Linked DNA regions of Mus musculus: region 1 is linked to region 2. The links are chromatin contacts, called in public HiChIP or PLAC-seq maps. All regions are on one chromosome and are shown on one strand. The core of a region is the stretch at or near the end of the contact, and the rest is flanking DNA. Distances in the headings are between cores, read along the strand shown.

What was found. HiChIP or PLAC-seq counts read pairs in DNA pulled down with a chosen protein or histone mark.
Region 1: an H3K4me3 HiChIP or PLAC-seq map of the SCID.adh cell line shows a contact between it and region 2, with 9 read pairs. The contact joins the promoter of Lrp10 here to the enhancer-like site in region 2. A contact is called at or near these places in 8 of 39 promoter capture datasets (the 3T3-L1 cell line, cranial neural crest, embryonic stem cells and 4 more), 1 of 484 Hi-C or Micro-C datasets (the N1E-115 cell line), 5 of 115 datasets of contacts at active chromatin or transcription factors (the SCID.adh cell line, effector CD8 T cells, embryonic stem cells and 2 more) and 4 of 9 other capture datasets (adipose tissue, embryonic stem cells, liver and 1 more).

What each region holds. Positions count from the first base shown.
Region 1 is chr14:54,462,624-54,468,299 of GRCm38.p6, reverse strand. It overlaps Lrp10 (low-density lipoprotein receptor-related protein 10), which reads right to left and starts at 4,153. Exons shown (of 7, transcript NM_022993.3): 1 at 3,689-4,153; 2 at 3,352-3,396; 3 at 2,591-2,726; 4 at 650-840; 5 at 1-536. The coding sequence starts at 3,725.
Region 2 is chr14:54,150,799-54,156,583 of GRCm38.p6, reverse strand. It overlaps Tcra, Tcrd, the pseudogene Traj61, the pseudogene Traj60 and Traj59. Among named protein-coding and RNA genes, the nearest start is that of Gm30275, 28 kb to the right of the region's middle. Within about 2 kb of position 4,218, at least 11 of the 459 cell types and tissues checked have an H3K27ac peak or open chromatin away from gene starts, as enhancers often do. A contact at or near this core is called in the SCID.adh cell line, where this site is marked.

The DNA.
Region 1 (5,676 bases), core at 2,904-5,403, 310 kb before region 2:
GGGTCTGTCCCAAGGTAAACAGTAGCCCCGGACATGGTAGGTAGCATTAAAGCCCCGGCCACTGCTCCAAGCAACTGTGTGGTAGGACACAACAGCCTGACCAGACAGGGTCTCCACAGTGACAGCCTTGCCATTGCTGAAGTGGGTGAGGCTACGTAGCAGTCGAGGGGTCTCGGGGGGTCCAGCACCATCATACACATGCACTGCATCTCCGTAACTCAAGTCCAGGGCTGTGAAGCGCACTGCCAGCCTCCGGCCATCATGGGGGTCCAGCAGCCACAGGCAGGACTGGGGGTGGGAGACTGAGGCCAGGTGTGAATATCCAGGGGAAGAAAAGACCCCATAAAAGTCCTCCAAGGTGAGATTGCAGGCCAGAGTTGGTGCGGGGGCTGGGTTCAGGTTAGGGAATGGATCTGAGCTGCAGCCTGCCTCGTCTGAGCCATCCCCGCAGGCATCAATCCCATCACAGCGCTGAGCAGCTGGAATGCAGCGGTGGTTCAGGCACTGGAATTCTTCTTGCAGGCACAGTAGCCAATCTGCAGAGGCATCAAGAGACAGGGAAGTGCCAGAACTCCCAGGATCCTTGCCTCTTCCTGGGGGACTCCCACTTCTCCTCCAATGGTCCCACCACACACCCTGTTCAGCCTACCTTGACTGTAAGTCAGCAAGAAGCCCTGGCCCATGGGTGCTCTGGCCCCAGCATAGCTGTATGTAATGGTGACATTGCCCCCTGGTAGCTGCAAAGGGCCAGAAGGGGCCTCACACAGGGAGATTGGTGGCTGTAGAGGGGAGTGCAGGATTAAATGCTCTGAGCCACAGGCCAGATGCAGCTTCTGGAACCTATGAGGTACAGAAGAGCAAGACATGAGATGCTCTGGAGATTTGCTCCCCCACCCCCACCCCTGCCTCCCCTCTTGATGACAGGTCCCTGGTAGCCCAGGAAGCACAAATGCTTCCTTACCCATGATTCAAAGAGCCAAATGAGAACTCAGCCAATAGAGTCGATGGGGAAAAATATAAGCAAGGGGCAAAGTTCCAACAGAGGTGCCATCAGACCACAAGACCCTTCCTAGAGTCCTTTGAGAGAACCGATGTGTTCAGGGACCAAGGTGAGACCAGGGTTATTACTTTCCAGTTGTGGCAATACCATAACCCAAGCACAGTGCCCGGTAGTTAGCTGACAAAATGTATCTGTTCAATTAACCACAACAGCTCAGCTCCATAAGTGACAAGGGAAAATCTGAAGTCCCCAGGGCTGTACCACGGGTCAACAGTCTCTTTTTAGATTGTTCTCTCCTTTATATACCTTTCTGAATAAATTCTTTTGTGTTTCCTTTGTTTATTTTGTTTTTGAGATAGAGTTTCTTTATGTAGCCTTAGCTATCCTGGAACTCAGGATTTAGACCAGGCTAGCCTCGAAATCACAGACTAAGCTTGTCTCTGCCTCCTGAGTGCTGGGATTAAAGGCGTGTGCCACTACCATCCTGCTCTCTGGGCAAGTTCTCATCAAGTGAAATGTATGAGGCAAACTGCCAAATGACGTGGGCCCCAATGAGGAGTCTTAGGGGTACAGGGCTGGGATTGTTGCTTAGAGGTAGGGTGCTCTCATCTAGGATGTGTGAACCCCTGAGTTGTTTCCCAGTACTGAAAGCAAAATAAACAAAACAAAAACCACCAAAACCACACAGAAACCACAAACAACAAACCAACCAAATGAAAACCAAAAACCAAAAAATAAGAAAAAAGAAAAAGGAATACTGGGCATAGTGACTCCACAGGAAAGCCCAAAATCTGGGAGGATGAGATGGAGCTAACTTAATACCAACCTGCTGGGCTGCACAGTGAAATTCTGTCTCAAAACCAGAAAAAGGGGAGGGGGATGGGCTAGAGAGCTGGTTCAGCAGTTAAGAGCATCGAATGCTCTTCCAGAGGTCCTGAGTTCAATTCCCAGCAACCACATGGTGGCTCACAACCATCTGTAATGGGATCTGATGCCTTCTTCTGGTATGTCTGAAGAGAGCAATGGTGTATTCAGATAAATTAAATAAATAAATAAATCTTTAAAAAAAAAAGGAGAGGAGAGGAGAGGAGAGATAAGGGGAGAGGATGTGAGAAGAGAGAGGGGGGAGGGGGAGGGGAGGGGAAAAGGGACAGGGGAAGAGGAGAGGAAGGGGGAGGGGAGAGTAAGGATGGAGTAGTGCAATGCAGAAAGGCAGACCCAGAGAAGGTTTGTTTTGCTAGAGACTGAACCCAGGACTTCTGCACACTCCACACAAGCATTCCACCAATGAGCTAGTAATACAGTCCCAACCCTGAGGAAGGGACTAAGTTGATTAACAACTAGGCCACACTATGATTCAGGGACTCATCACAAGTCTAGCTGAACCCAGAATAATTTCTAGAGTCCTTTTGAGATGGACAGTCCCCAAGCTAAATATCCACCATAGCTAAGCCTTTACAGCAGACCCAGACAAACCAAATTCTCTTCTGCTGACAAGGATGGTAATATCATAGAAAGGTGATCAAAGGCTTTTTCAGAGGGAGAGGGAAGGGGCAGTAGAGAGAAATGGGGACTTGCCTTATTTCTCACCTGACAGTTACTGTCTGATCCTTGCTGCCCAGGATAACCCAGGTGCAGTTGGCAGGGGAGCTTCGGCTGTCCCGGCCTAGAGGCCTCTGTAAAGTGCCTTGTACTTCTGAGAGCACAGCTGGGGGCGCCTCACAAGCTAGAGGGAGAAGGGGGGGGAGACACTGGTAGAGTTCTTTAATATTCTTCTTCCCCTCTGAATGCCTCAAGATGGCAAAAATCTCCACCCACCAGTTACAGCCAACTGGTCCCTCTCCATTTTTTTTTTTTTTTGGTTTGTTTGTTTAAAAACAAAAACCTTTTGTAACCTAGGATATCCTCAAAGTCACTATATAGCTGAGGCTGGCCTTGAACTGATTCTCCTTCCTCTGCCTCTCAAGTGCTGGGATTATAGGAGTTGACAACCCTACTCCTTTTCCATATTCTTTATACTTCATCTTAAGTATTCACACTATAAGTAATGTTACTGTAGGCTTTGTGCCAGCCACAGGGTCAGTTGGCAGAGAAATACTGTTTCTACTCTCAGGAAGACCTTACCCTAACTAGGGAGACAAAACACGGATATTACACATAAAAAAACGAGATGGTTCTTAACAACTACCAGGTGCCAGTTCACATTGAGCCTCAGTTTCCCCTTCTGTAAAGTAATGGATGATACCTATTCTAAAATTACAGCAGACTCCAGGATCCAGGGGAGAGATTCTTTTCTCTAGGGTGCATCTTCATTCCCATGCCCCAGAACCCTAGGAACTCGCTTTACTTACCAGAACGTGGGAAAGTGATCCGGTCTGGGCGGGCCAGAGCACCTCCTAGAGGGGGAATCGAGAAAGGGCAGCAGAGAGAGTCAAGTTTTCTTCACCTGGGCAACTCCAAGGGGAGGCCCATCTGAGACTTCCGGACAGTTTATAGGAAGGGGTAGAGGAGCCGGAAGGAGGTGCGTGACCTCGCCGAAAGGTCGCCTTCCCTGGCTGTGAGTGGGAGGGACAGTGTGGGACAGCCCGAGAGGAGGCCGAGGCTCGACGGGGCGGCGGTCGCAGGGGTCGTGGGTCACCAAGGAGGGCGCGGGACGGCGGGCAGTGACACCGGGGCGGGGACTCTTACCGAGGAGGAGGAAAAGAAGAGGGAGGGCCGATAGCATCCTGGGTTGAACAGGGGTGCCGGCAGGGTCCCGGGGCGCCTCTTGTCTACCTGGCAGGAAGCTCCTCGCCGGGTGGGGGCTGCATAGCCCCGGTGCGACCCAGGCTCGGGGTGCCAGGGCTGGACGCACGGCGGAGAGGAACAGGCGTGACGCCTCTTGCTAACTTCAGAGTTGATCGCTCCTTACCAGTGCCCGGCGGTGCTCGCCCGGAAGGCCGCGAGCGCCCCGGCCAGGCCCGGCCGCACCTGCCGGGCTCGACGCTGCGTCCTCCGCGGACCAAACTTTGTGGACTGCCCGTCCCCGAGCCGGCGTGCGGCTCGGTCCCCGCGGCCCTTAGGGGACGGCGGCTTTGCACAGCTCGCGGTGCCCCAGCGGACCCCGGCCGAAGCCCAGCAGCCGGCGACGAGGGGCGCGGCCAGCTTGGCCCCACCCCTGCCAGTCACCGCGCGGCCACGCCCACCTGCGCTCAGCTCCTTTCCGGGTTGCTTTTGCCGTCACGCTCCGGATCGCCCTTTGGCTGCCGCCTGCGTTATCTTTCAGATGTGTCTTGTCAAAGGATGTCTGCTTTTCCCGCCGTAACTGCTACGTGTCTTTGGACCCTTAAATCCTCAGTACTTTTTCTTCACCCAGCGCCTTAGATCCCGTAGCGCTTCTGGTAGTAAGCCTTTACTGAACCAATTACCAGGCGCTATTATAATTATCTGTTACAATGTTTATTCATCACTCCCGCCCCCGCCTCAGCTTTGGAAACTGACACTTCCTGTAGGCTGGGGCCTAGACTGGGTACCTTTGTCCCAAGAGTGTTGCTTGCTCTCCTGCTGAGATGCAGTGATCTCTACGAATGGTAAAGACATAATATGGCTTCACTTGCTGGATCCGTGAACTTGAGAAAATTACTCCTCCGTTCAAGCAGTCCTGTAAAAATTGAGGGTCATGATAGTGTGACTCCCTCCTATGGTACTTGTGAACATTTAGGGTAACATTGTAGATTGAGCCCTAAGCACGTTGGCAGACATAGGAAGTGAGGTGTTTCTATCTGATAGCAACAATTATTCTCAGTTACAGGGTAGTATTATTAAATTTTGTGGGTTTCCGGTTTCCTGTGGCACAGGTGGGTAATATTTACAAAAGAATAACAAGTTGAATATTTTTTTTCACATTTCAGGCTTATACCTAAGTACATTTAGTATACATATAGTAAATATTTAACAGCGAGATGTTTGTTCCTCTTGTCAACAGTCCTGTGAGGTAGTCTATGGTTACTTCCATTTTACAGATAAGGAAGTGCTGGCATGGAGAAGTTTAGTAATACCTTCCCCAAATCTGAATATTCAAATCTGAATGGCTCCCACTGTTTTAAACAATTTGAGCACCAACATAGTGCCACAGGTGGGAAATTCCATACAGTAAAACTTTGTTTCATCTTCAGCATTGCTAAAAATACTTGATTAAATTTATCATCAGGCTACTTGTGATGTGTATATGAAACATGAATAAATGCCATCTACCTGTGTGCTGTGGCATACATTGCAACTTGTGTGTGTGTGTGTGGATGAATGATTAAAATAAATGTCAACAAATATTTTCAGTGCTTCTAGAGAATCACTCACCATCTGCTAGGTATTAATCATAGCATTTTGCATATATTATCTCACTGAAAGGTGACCACACCTCTGAGAAGTCAGTGTTGGAAACTGAGTCACAAATAGTTGAGATACCTTGTTTCTAAATCAAACTCTTGGCATATAAAAGAGCTAGACTCAGACAACAAGACTCAGTCAAGTTGTCTGGACCAGACTCCCTGCTGCTAGAGATGACATGGTAGATTCTAGAATCCTCAGATCAAAGACTTTGTTTGTTTTTGAGAGGTCTCTTGTATCCTAGGCTGGCTTTGAACTCCTGGTTCTCTTGCCTCTACTTCCAAGTGATGGCATCATAAACCCGTCACCAT
Region 2 (5,785 bases), core at 2,969-5,468:
TGAGTTTCACTGTCCTTATTTGCAAAATTAAAGCATTAGGAGATCATTAAGGACTTTCTAAGCTGTTGAGTTTTTCGTTTGCATTCCTGGATTTAATTTATTCAAAAAAAATGCCGTGCCTTTTTTACCCCCTGGCTCATCTAATTCTCCTCATCTCCTAAACAAAATCAAACAAAAAGTTAAAAAAAAAAAAAAAAAGGAAAAGTAGGTCTCTGCTTAGCATACTGGGAAATGGTGTTTCCAACCCTACCATCTGCCTGCGTGTTTGATCTTCTTAGAAGTCTGAAGTCAGAATTTTGGAACCAAATCCTTAGGGAGAGGTATATTTTCTGAAAGGAATCCAGATAATTCAAACCCAGCAAATAAACCGACACCTTTGGTTTAAACACAGGTCTTCCTCAGCTTCATACCCTCCAGTTGCAAAGGTAGCTTTATCTTCTCTTTTTAGTAGGATGGGCTGTCTGTCCTTGAATCCCAAACTGACCTCCCAGCTTCCGCCCATTGGATAGGGCAACTCATTGTGCCTGTGTGCTCCAAGGCTCCAGGCCCCAGGTGATGGACTGAGGTCTGCTGAGGCTCCTTGGAGCGAGGTTCAACAGGCTGAAGAGCTACTAAGCTCCTACCTAAAGTAGAGGTCCTTAGTGCTTCTTGCAGAGTGCTGGGTCCTGAGCCTTAGAGTGGGGCAGGGACACTTTTCCCTCACACTCCAGGTCAGTCTCCAGGGAGATGAAGCAGGAACGGGAGGCAGCATCTTGGACTGTCATTTGAGACTATCTCTCTTTACTAGTGCAGGCCTAGAGAAGGACAGACTTTGTCTCTGGTTTCACAAGGATTGGAGACTATTTCTGGAAACCTTGCTAGGCGATTCCTTGCCCATTCTGTTCTATAGATGATAAGAAGGCAACTCTTGGTGCCTCACTACTGACCCAGATCAGAGAAGGAGAGCTCTGGGGGCCATAAAGTAAATGAGGCAGGCCAGGCTTCCCTTTCTACTACACAAAGACACAGAGTACTTCCTTGGGTACCAGGAGCTCACTCAGAAATACCATTCTTCAGACACTTTCTCTCTATGGATTTAGCTTAGGAAAACATGCAACTGGGGAGATAACTCTTCCTACAAAGTGAGTGAACACACACTAGAGCCAGTCAGAAAGAACACTGTTAATTACCTGGTGTTGAAGGTTACCCATGTGATGCACATTTTTTCTTTCTGAAGCCACATCACTCAGGGCCACTGTTAACTATGTCCTAGGCTCACGACAAAGTCCACTACTGTTCGTTCACATCCCTGGTCCATTGACAAAAGCCTTTGCGTCTCTTGGGACATTGACAATGTCTTTTTAGAAATCGGCCTGGATGATTCGTGGGAAAATTGTAGGTTGTTAATAAGTATTTGTTAAGTTGAATTGTATTAAATATCCATATTTTGTTACTATTCCTGAAGGAACACTTCCATCTCCCTCCAGCAATTTTCAGGTAGAAAAAAAGTAATTCTGTCAGATGTTACTTGCTGAGTTTCATGAGTCTTCCAGTCATGGCTCCAAAAAAAAAAATGCCAATTTCCTATTAATTCTGTACCCACAGAAGTGAGCACCTTTACAAAAACCTGCCGTCAGCTTGGTTCAAAGGCAATGACTTTGCTCTTTCTTCACTCCAAAGAGATACTCCGTGTTCCTCAGAGAGGCCCATCTTCCCTGAGAAGGGACTGCCTTCCTTTCCTCTTTTGGAGGAGAAGTAGGGGGGAAGAAGAGTTCATTTTAGGATAAAGATGATAAATAAGATTTCAAAAATCTTATCACACCAGGCAGTTTTTTTTCCTTCCAAATTGATGGCTTTGCCAAAGGCTGTTTTCAGCACTCCTCTCTCTCCAGATGCAATAATAACTGGATTTCAAGTTGGCATCTGGACGTGGACCTCCAGGCTCCGATGAGTTGCACACATTAAACCAAGACATTCTGTTACCCTCCAATAGAGAAACATGCCTTCCTTTCTCTTCTTGCTGGGCAATGGGAGAATTCAAGCAGCATGCACTCGGTGCTATAAACTCTTAAAGTCTTGGGACAGGATCACTGTTCTATATAGTGGGACTCTGGAGTGAGAGCCCTGGATTGCCAAGTGCAAATTGCTCACTGGGAAGGTAAAGACAAATTTACTCAAGGTCATGTAAGTAGGTTTGAATCATAGCTAGGATTAGAATTCAGGGCTTTTGGGTCCTAGTACTGCCGTCTGCTTCTCCCTTCACGTGCCACAAGAGAACAGGACTTTTCCTGGGCACTCTCTCCCCACAGAAGCTATTGGCTGGCCCAGGGAATGATTCTCCCTCTTAAATAGTGAATATGGCACAGTGAAGAAGGACATGGCAAATGAGAGATAAAAAGCCTTCATTTATTTCCAATGCTGCAGGCAATAGCAATTGATAGCAAGGGAAATGGCCCGTGGGATACCCAGGGAAGCCAAGGAAAAGACAGAGATGGAAAAATTTGCCCTTTACCAAAAGGATAATCCAACAGAGAGTTGGCTCTGATTAGTCTCTCTGCAGGACTTAGAGGGAAGGACACCTCATGCACAGAAGGTAAATACATAATAGTGTGGTCCTGCTTCCTCCTCTCACTTTCATCGTGTGAATAGAAGAGCTCTCTTTCTCTCCGAGTGTAGACAGGACCCAAGAATGCTTCTTACCAGTGTGCTCCAGGGAGCCACTACCAATTGTCAGCTCTTCATAAGTGAGATGCAACCTGTTGGGGCTTGATTATCAGAAGGATAACTGTGAAATAGACCCCACAGATGGCTGAGAATTCTGACCTGCAGGAGTCAGTCACAGTCCCATCAAAAAAAGGTATCACCGACTTGGTTGAGCCAGGGCTGTTCTTCCCACAGGCTGCTCCAGAGATGGCATCCGTGACATAGTAGAATGTCCCATAGCCCTCAGAATGTTTTTTAAAAGCTTTATAGAGAGTAGCACTAGGGAAACATCATGGTAGAGTTCTTCATCCTTATTCTTGCCCAAATCCGCAAGGTCTTTCTTCAAAGCAGGAGCCTTTGCATTATCTCTGCCTGCAGATGTGCTGGTCCTTGTCTTTCGTTGGTGTACTTCTTCGTATCCATTAAGCCAGGTTGTCCCCAGGAATCTTGGAATGGAAGGTGCCACAGGAAGACAGGGATGTCAAAGCTCTTTTCTGGACACTTGGCCCACACACACACATTCCAAATGCTTCTGAGATTTCCATCTTAGACACATATCTGAGTATTCCACAAGATAGCTAGTGTCCTGTATTCATCATTTTGTAGGGAAAATATCCACTTCTCTGGGTCTCTTAGAGTACTATCTCTTATCCTTGAAGCCCGTCCTCTTTTACTGACTGGTGAATAGTGAGCTCATAGGACCAATACAGAAGCAGGTATCAGTCTCGGGGATGATGGGGAATGGAGACAGAGAACAGCTTTGAGATCAGCTGTGAAAAGAGAGTGTTTTCCTTCTTTGACCTATTTTTTTTTTTGAACTCCAGTATGACCTGTTTATGGAGATGGGCTAGTTAGAGCAGCAGGGGGCGCTGTGAGGTCAAAAAACAAAGCCACCCAGCTCAAAGGACACTGGAAGGAAGAACAAACATCTCTCCCCTGTTTTATTAACCACATTTGTTCTTTGGCCATTTCATACATATCTACAATGCGTTCTGATTTCCTTCACTTTGCCTTCTCTATCTTTCCCTTCCTCCAGCCATCCCCCTTCTGCCTTATCGGTCCCTTTCCCATGGTTATGACTTTGTGTTTAGTTTTGTGTTCCACTGAGTAAAGCCAGGGCAGGGCCATCTGTGTGACTATGGGTATGGAGCTATCCAATGAAGTCTGGTTATGATGAGTGCTGGGTACACATATGAAGATAACCGTACCCCAAATCCACCATTATCCAATAGTTCAGCAGAGGTAGGGCCCCAGGAGATCTGTCCTTATCCATGATTGGCAGGCTCAGTGCAGGCAACTGCAGCTGCTGACTTCCTGATTACAATGGCTGGGTCACAATCAGACAATAGTATTTTGCAGCCCTTCTCTCTGTCTTATGGTTCTTGCATCCTTCCTAACTATTTTAGTAACAGCGGTTATCAAGACTCAGACAGAAGGATAAAGGAGGTTTGTTTACCCCTCTTGATTGGTGGTTTAAAGCTAAGGAAAGTCAGGCCTGGTTTTTAGGTTGCTGATGATGCCTGAAAACTTCCAGTGACCTGAGAGCTGCTTGCTGCACACAGCAATGCCCTAGGGAGATGGTTAGAGCTCTTGAGAGCATTAAGTCAACAGTGGGCTACAAAATCTGGACAGAACTTTGGGCTCACTCAGTCAAATAAAAGTTACAACCTTTGGGAGGCCTAAGAACAGTGGGCATAAAGACCAGTTTTGCATGTTCCTCAGGCTATTTGGGTTTTTGGGGAGAAGATAGCTGGCTCAAATCTCTGGGGAGCGCAGTGCTCTATGACAATGTGTTTGCAGCACTGACAGCATAAAGAGAAGATGTTTTGGGCTAGTGAGATAACTCGGCATCTAAAGGCCCCTGCTACTCAGCCTGATGGCCAGAGTTTTATCCCCAGATCCACAAGGTAGAAGGAGACAATAGAATCCTTCAAGTTGTCTTCTGACCTCACATGTATGTTGTGGTTTGTGGACAACACATGCTAGTATGTTCAAACACACACACATACTCACATACACACAAACACATACTCACACGCATTTGAAAATGTGAAAAGATATTGTCTTTAGATTTTTTTTAAACCATTGATTGATAGAACAAGTCTTTAGCTAAATTTAGCAGCCATTTTTTCCTATTTAACTAGCATTCTCTCTGAATAGTTTTGAGAACAATGCCCTTAGGGCTATATTAATCTGTGTTTGATAAGTAGGCGCTGGAGGTGGTATAGTCCTGGCAGGGTGTCTTCAGAAGCCTCGCTGACTTACTGTGTGACCTTCTCAGAAGTGCCCTTTCTGAAGAATGCCTTTCAAGAAAAGTTAGAAGGACATTGGAGCTGAGAGATGTCACTTACACCACCGGCACAGTGTCCAGCACCTGACTGTACGTGTCTTGTGTGAGGGCCTGTGGAGCCCATGTCTGTGTTCTTGGGTGTGGTCAGATGTCCCTGAAGTTGGGCAATAGGAGGAGTAGTCAGCTATTCATCAAGAAGATGGTTTAGTCTAGGGCTGGGCTGGGGACCTGGATGCTCTGAAAATGACTTCTGTCAGCAGGGGCTGGGTGTGTGCAAGGATTCTTCCAAGTGGTAGCCCCTGAGAAGGTGAGCATCCTTTTTCCTCTGAATCTTCCTCTCCAACATCCAGGGCATCATCCTTATGGATGCTCACAATGGGTTGCTGGTCCAGGTGATATTTTTCTTGAGAACTCTGCATGCCCGTGGTTGCATGGAGATACAATTCAGGAAGTCAAGTGAAAGTTGAGTTCCAGATAAACAATGAATACTTCTTTTTAAAAAAATGTACAGTGATGTTCCAAATATAGCATGTTCCAGACATTTGAGGTAACCATTGGCTGTTCTCTTGTATTTTTGTTACTCCCCCCTCTCTTTCTTTCTGTCTCATTTTCCCCCTGGAGATGGAGCCCAGAGCCTCATGTATGCTAGGCAAGGGTCTTACTGATGAAACACCCTCTGCCGAGTCCCACTGGAGAACTCTTCAGTGAAGCAGTGTTCTTTTACTGCACATCTATTTACTGAAAGACAATGAACTGGGGGTTGGGATACATCAGGATCAGTGAAAAATTGAATGTTGTCATTAGTTTGTGTGC